Linked DNA regions of Mus musculus: region 1 is linked to region 2. The links are chromatin contacts, called in public HiChIP or PLAC-seq maps. All regions are on one chromosome and are shown on one strand. Each heading gives the region's core, a stretch centred on a gene start, on an enhancer-like site or on the middle of the called end of the contact. The rest is flanking DNA. Distances are from core to core; before and after follow the strand shown. Region 1 holds the start of Tspan9 (tetraspanin 9). Region 2 has its middle 12 kb from the start of Gm15870.

Region 1 (3,487 bases), core at 654-3,153, 78 kb after region 2:
GGCCCCCTCCACATACACCCCCCCAAAGTTTTTCTTAAAAGTGGATCACTCCACAGGAGATGCACACTACTGCCATGCAGCCTCGCTGAGATGTCTTTCTCCTGCCCCCAGGCTCCTCCTGGACCATGCTTGGCAGCTGACGGCCTCCAGCCAGTGGCAGGACGGAGCCTGGGGATGAGCCAAACATCTGTGCTGAGTAGTCTGAGCTCTGGTGAAGAAAGACGGAGGCAGGCAGTAGTGAGGACGAAAGAAGCAGAGATGAATTAAGTTTTCATCCAGTTTGTGTAACTCGTAAGTACTTGTGCACACAGTCACCAGCGTCACACATGAGACAGACGATATTCCCAAGCCAGCCCATCCATTGACACTTTCTCTAGAAAAATCATCTCCCTTTGTCCTTTTTGCTCATCCTGGAGGCTCCTGGAGCCTGGGAAAGAGTGGCCTGGCCAAGTGCTGGCTGCCCAGCCCACAGCAATCCCTCAAAAGCAGCAGCCTGTCCCTCATCGTGTATGGCTGCTTCCTCCTCTTCCTGGGAACCATGTAAATGAGCAGGGGACTGTGACCTCCACACCCCCACCCCACCCCCACAATGCTACAGACTGGCCTCCTGCCTCCAGGAGCAATAGAAGAAACTCAGAAACCATCCTCACGGCCCCCCACCAACCCAGGGGCACAGCTGTGCCGTCTGACCCACACCCATGATGCAGGTTCCCTGGTGCAGGTACTTCAGTGTGCCTTTTTTTTGGGAGAAGGAAGCAGTGGCAAACTTTCCAGCTTCCTGGGAGCAGAACGTGTCTCTCCTGGAAGACTGACAAGTTGAAGCCTCCATTCAGCCATGGAGAAGAGGGAAAAGGGAACAGAAAGATGCAGGGAGTGGGAGGGTGCCTTCAATTTTTAAAAGCACTTACCTTTGGGCAGATAAGGTAGAGCGAGGAGGAAGTAGAAGATATTCCTAGGGTGGAAAGCAAGGAGAAGGAGCAACGGAAGACTCAACAGTAAGGACTTACCCAGAATATCAAATTGAAGAGGAACATCGTGTACTTCAAGCAGCAGAGACAGCCCCTGGCCATGTTGCACTTCTTAAATTCTAGGAGGAACACAAAGGACAGGTCCAGGTAAAACACCACGTACTTGCTGCCTTTGGGTGCATTGTACTTGTCAGTCTTAATGCCGGCCTCCGTGCGGCTCTGACCCCGCGAACCCGCGGTGCCGTAGAAGGCGCCAGCCGTGAAGCCGCGGCCGAACGGGCGGCCAGAGGTGGACGGCTTGGCAAAGTCCGAGTCCTTGCTGTCCAAAGATGGACTCCGGTGGATCGAAGAATCCTCGCTACTCGACTTCTCCATGCTCGCCTCGTTCCCGGGGGGCACGAGGGGCGGGGGGCATTGCTCCCAGAGTGGGACGGAGGGGGCACCCCGGTCGGGCACGGGTTCTGAGCAAGCTGGCTGTTGGAGCTTCGCACGCCCCCTCTCTGCACCCGCGAGCAATAGCGGAGCAACCAACTGCCGGGGGTTCACTGCCTCTGGGACGGCGCCCCGCTCCCAGCCTTAGCCCGCTGGCCCGGGAGGGCTCTGCGGCACTGTTATAAGCACGCTTGGGGAGCCGGCTCGCCTGCGTAACTAGGCTTCTTTAGGGAGGCTGCAATTTGACTGCTCTTTCCCGGGCGGCTGCACCACCGACCGGACGCAGCACTCGAGGCGAAAGGGCGCTGGGATCCAAGCTCCGCAGGCACGCCTCTTCCAACCCGGAGCCCCACCACTTTGCGGGCGCTCGGCCTCCCTTGCTCCGCGACTTTGCGGAGCCGCTGCCGGCCCTGGGCTGCCCGGGTGCGCCGCGGGCAGAGAGCCTCGGATCCGCTGCAGCTGCAACCGCTGGGCTTGCCCTGCGAAATTCCAGCCCTGACTCTCGACTCTGAAATCGCCTAGAGCCCCTTCCCCGGGCTCTGGGCCCCGCCCCCTGCTTTGCATCCGACCAATGGGCTCAAGGTCTGCCTGGCTCCGGTAGGGGAGCTACCCCCCTCCCCAATGACACAATATCTTTAATAGGATTAGCGGTCTGCTTGTGTGCCTAAACTAGTGTGCCCAGAACCCTTCTAAATGTCAAGGGCTCGCTCAGTGGCTAGGAATGAACTAACACCTCCATGGGAAAGCACTGGTTTCTTGCCCCAGCAAGGGCCGCGACTAGAGGAGGGGGAGAACTGGAGACACCAAGAACCCTAGGAAGCCAGAGGATAGGTCTGGGGGGAAAGGCTGGAAGGGAAAGAAACGGTGGCCACTACTAGGCTGGCCTCCGCCCCCTAGGAACGTCGGGCCTGTCTAGCCTGGGGCACATGGTCCCAAGCAGTACCTTTACACACACACACACACACACACACACACACACACACACACACACACACACACACACACACACACACACCACGCTTTTGCACACGTGAGAATGGCTACTGCGCACTGGTAGAGGGGCCGCAGCAGAGACGCAAGGTGTAGGAAAGCGCCCTCAGGCCTCCGCGGGGCGCGCCGCCCTCCCTGCCCCCTCCACGCGCACACGCACGCGCGGCTCCGAGAGACTCCTGCAGCTGCGCAAGCCCCCGCCTCCGCGTTCCCGAGTGGGACGGCGGGCTGCAAGGGGCAGGCGGCTCAAGTGGGGCACTGCTTTTTGCCAGCAGAAGAGCAAGGTAGCAATGCTTTTTTGGTCACACCCGAGTCCTCTCGGAGCCGAGGTCAGAGAAAAGACAGGAGGTATGTGCCTGCCAGAGGAACATCCAAAAACAGCCCTTCATCCTCTTGTGAAGCGCTGCAATGAAGACAGCCTCCTCTGGGCTTATATGCAGAAGTCTGCATTGCTGACCTGGGGCCACCACGGTTTGCAAATGATAAAAACTAGAAGACTGAGTGGGGTGGGGGTGCGGGGGTTAGACACTGAGTCTCTCCTTTGTGCAGTGAGTCAGTGTGGGAGCTAAGTTTTACCAGGCTCCCAGCAGCTAACAAGGAGCTCAGCCTCTGGAAGGTACTCCATAGGGACGGCTAGATGGAGTCTACTCTGCAACCCCCAACCCTCTATCCTGAGCCCCAAGGGGGAGCCCTTGAGGAAACACCATAGTACTACTGCCTGCCCTTTGGGCAGCACAAAATCTAGTTAGGACAGGAAGTTACTGGAGGCACAGATAGACTCAGATGGTTGTGGCTATGCCCCGAGGGGTGGGGGGTGGGGGCAGTGATTCCAACTAGGGGGAATTCACCTTCACTTTGCCCCACCACCACCCTAGAGGTGATAACTCTGAGATCTGTTTTGACTCTTCTGGGTCCCTTCTGAACTCAGAAGCAAAGCTCTGTGTGAACAACCACCACTGGGTCTCTCCTTTGGGGACCAATGGTCCTGAGATACTGTCTGAAAAAAAAAAAAAAAACAAAGACAAAAGAAAAAAGAAGCAAATGTCTAGCTGGCTCCCGTGAGAGTGCTGAGCTCTTTGACCAGGACATCTAACACC
Region 2 (3,487 bases), core at 256-2,755:
TGGACCTCACGGTAGAAGGTGTGAACTGACTCTTCAAAATTCTCTTCTGCCCTCCAAAAGCAAGCTCAGCACGTATGTCCCCTCTCACAAGTGTAATAAGTAAAAAAGCAAATAAAAAACAAAACAAAAAACCGAAAGCAAACCAGATTGGAATGCTTGCTTATGCACCAGCTTTCTTGATATAGGAGTAGAAGACAGTATTTTGTCTTTTTGGATGAAAACATACCACCTCCTAAATTTGCTACTCTTTCTGGGAGTAGCTGAGGTCTGGTGGGGTAAGCTGGGCTGTAGAACCCTAAGACATAGGGACTCCTGGAGGAATGAGACCCGAGAAGACTCACTGTGAGCAATCCTAGGAGGTCTGGCCACTTGCCATGTACGGATGGAACTGGGCCACCCATACATGGGGATCTACCCTACTAGGGAGCTCCAGGGCCTGGCCAATCACAGCAGAGCCCCTTGGTATTTGAGAGAGAATTAGGGGATTGGCCCTGGTCTAAGACATTTTTATTGTCCTCTCTCCCACTAGAGTGAGCTCTCTGCTTACCCTTCAGTATTACTATGAGTGTGCACATGTGCACACAAGTGCACAGACACACCCAAGGAAAGTAAGTGGTATTGCACACTCTTCCCCACTGCAGACGAGCAGCACTAATGGTGCTCACAACTGTTGTCACTAATGATGTTTACAACTTCTGTCACTAATGGTGTTCACAACTGCTGTCACTAATGGTGATCACAATTGCTGTGACTAATGGTATTCACAATTGTTGTCACTAATGGTGTCACAACTTCTGTTACTAATGGTGTTCACAACTACTGTCACTAATGGTGTTTACAACTGCTGTCACTAATGGTGTTCACAACTACTGTCACTAATGATGTTCACAACTGCTGTTACTAATGGTGGCTCACAATTGCTGTGTAAATGGCTCTGGCAGCTGACAAGGTGCACAGGCGGCATGAGCAATGGCAAGATCTGCCTGGGGCTTCAGGCTGGCCTGTCATGTGTCATGTGCCACCACTTCCCAGAAAATGCCAGCACTTTATAGCAGCCCTGGGTGCCTAACAGGATGTCACAGGGAAGGTGCTCATGGAGCCTGGAGCTCTTTTCTGCCTAGTTATAAACATACAGGGATCACTTGCTGCATTTTCCTGTTTCTGCCTCTGGTTGGAATCCTAATGAGTCCGGCAGAAAGAAGACAACAGCTGTGGACCCAGGCAGAGCCCTTGCATCAGGCATGTGCATCTGGCTTGCAATCCACCCTGCCCATCAGCCAGGGGCAAACACTATTACCGTAGTAAGAATCTCACAAAATCAGGGCATTACTTTTCTCATTGCTGTGACAAACTGCCTGACAGAAATAACCTGAGAGAGGAAAGGTTTGTTAGGGCTCATGGGTTCTGAGAGATTTCAGTCCATCGCATCCGGGAGACACGCCAGTCTGTGGCCGTGAGGGCTTGTGGTAGCAGCTTGTTCACTGGTGACTGACAGGAAGCAGAAACTGACACCAAGGGTAAGTGTGACCTTCAATGACTTCCTTTCTACAGATGGGCTCCACTTTCTGAAGGTTCCACGGCCTTTGAAATAGAGTCGCAAACTGAAGAGCAAACATTCAAGACATGGGACACGTGGAAGACATTTCAGATCCAAACCACAACAGCCATGACCAAGAGTGTTGAACAACCACCACTGGTCTGAGGGTTGTTTTTTGTTTGTTTGCTTGCTTGTTTGCTTGTTTTGTTTGTGGTGTTAAGGGATAAAACCCAAGGCCTCCACACATTAAGCAGGTGCTTTATCACTGAGCCACATCCCCAGTCCTCCATCAGACTTTCAAATTCTCTAACTGCTTTAGAAAACCCTAAGCTGACATCCAGATGCCACATGCAGCGTGCTTGCCCTGGATGGCCAGGAGGTAGTAGCATGGCTGAGTCCTTAGGTAGTAGCATAGGTCTTGCTTGAAAAATATGTTTCTATATATTAAGGATATGTCCAAACTCCAGGAATTCAATGTAGAAAGTCTGAACAGGAATCAGACAAAAGACAGGGGGCTTCCTGATGCCACTAAGCTACAAAGGTAGCTGCTTCTCACTTTAACCACCTGGTGCAGGGCTTCACAGAACATCAGCCCAGACTAAGTTCCAAAACTCTCTACCCAGAAAAAAATTCTGGGCAACAGGTGCTGACCACAAGATCCAGTCGGGAGCTTCCTCAACCAAGTCACCTCTCTATTCTATGCCCAGAGCTGCAGAGAGGGAGCAGCCCGTGCCTTGAGCTACCCCAGAGGCACCTCAGCTCTCTGTTGGCCTCTGAGGGTACAAAGGAGCATTTCTTATGGGGGGATCTTCAGGCAAGAGAGTTGGCCCTGCAGGCAGGCCTGCAGAGTACTGCTATTCTTTTTCCTGGCTTAGGGAGACAATGGGCCATCTCATGACTGTCAGACTCAGCAAATCCAGAGAGCCTCCCCATCTTGCTGAATGCTTGAAGGGATGGGGAAAATGTCAATATTTTTGTGTCTGAATGACATTTATTTAATCTGACTTCTGTGGATTATTGAGTGGTGGTGCTGAGCCAGCTGGAGCTGAGCTAAGGCCCTGGATGCATATCTAGTAAGCTCTTTTCAATGTTCTCTCTCTCTCTCTCTCTCTCTCTCTCTCTCTCTCTCTCTCTCTCTCTCTCTCTCTCTCTCTCTCTCTCTCTCTCTCTCTCTCTCTCTCTCTCTCTCTCTCTCTCTCTCTCTCTCTCTCTCTCTCGCTCTCGCTCTCGCTCTCCCTCCCTCCCTCCCTCCCTCCCTCCCTCCCTCCCTCCCTCCCTCTCTCTTTCTCCACCCCTCTGTCTCTCCCTAAAACATCTACTCCCCTCTCCACATCACCCTCCTGTGTCCCTGGCTTTCAGCCTGGGTAATGGGTAATGTTTTTCTGTGGACCCTGCCTTTAGTTTCAGGACTCAGTATTTGCACTAGTCCAGGAACAAGCTGGATACCTTTACACCTTTTTATTATTTTGATTTTATGTGTATGGGTGTGGTTTTCTCTGTTCACGGTGTGCATGCCTGGTGTCCATAGAAGCCAGAAGAGGGCATCAGCTCCCCTGTAACTAGAGCTACAAATGGTTGTGAGCTGCCCGTGTGGATGTTGGTAATCAAACCTGGGACCTATGGAAGAGCAATGCTCTTAACTGCTATGCCACCTCTCCAGCCCCTCTAAGTTTAATAGTGTGCATTCATCGTATAAAGGGAAGTTTGGGTCATATTGTGGTCATCCCTCTGTGTCCTCTTTGGTCCCTCTCTTTTATAACTCCTTATAGCTTTTTCTTTCAATAAAATCTAGATTACACATACCAAGAAAAAGTGTGATATTTGTATGAATCTGCCTTATTTAATACGATGACCCAACCATTTTCTGGCCAACGACATGATTTTGTTCTTTTAAAAATGTTTAAAGATTTATTTTCATTTTTATGTGTATGTGTCTTTTTCCTGTATGAA

What was found. HiChIP or PLAC-seq counts read pairs in DNA pulled down with a chosen protein or histone mark.
Region 1: a CTCF HiChIP or PLAC-seq map of CD8 T cells shows a contact between it and region 2, with 5 read pairs. The contact joins the promoter of Tspan9 here to the enhancer-like site in region 2. A contact is called at or near these places in 1 of 15 datasets of contacts at CTCF or cohesin (CD8 T cells), 17 of 484 Hi-C or Micro-C datasets (the AML12 cell line, CD8 T cells, the MC3T3-E1 cell line and 11 more), 5 of 115 datasets of contacts at active chromatin or transcription factors (T-cell acute lymphoblastic leukemia, cardiomyocytes and embryonic stem cells) and 3 of 9 other capture datasets (adipose tissue, liver and pancreatic islet).

What each region holds. Positions count from the first base shown.
Region 1 is chr6:128,033,159-128,036,645 of GRCm38.p6, forward strand. Tspan9 (tetraspanin 9) reads right to left here and starts at 1,904. Exons shown (of 7, transcript NM_001379136.1): 1 at 1,008-1,904. The coding sequence starts at 1,343.
Region 2 is chr6:127,955,131-127,958,617 of GRCm38.p6, forward strand. No RefSeq gene overlaps it. Among named protein-coding and RNA genes, the nearest start is that of Gm15870, 12 kb to the left of the region's middle. Within about 2 kb of position 1,506, at least 6 of the 459 cell types and tissues checked have an H3K27ac peak or open chromatin away from gene starts, as enhancers often do. A contact at or near this core is called in CD8 T cells, where this site is marked.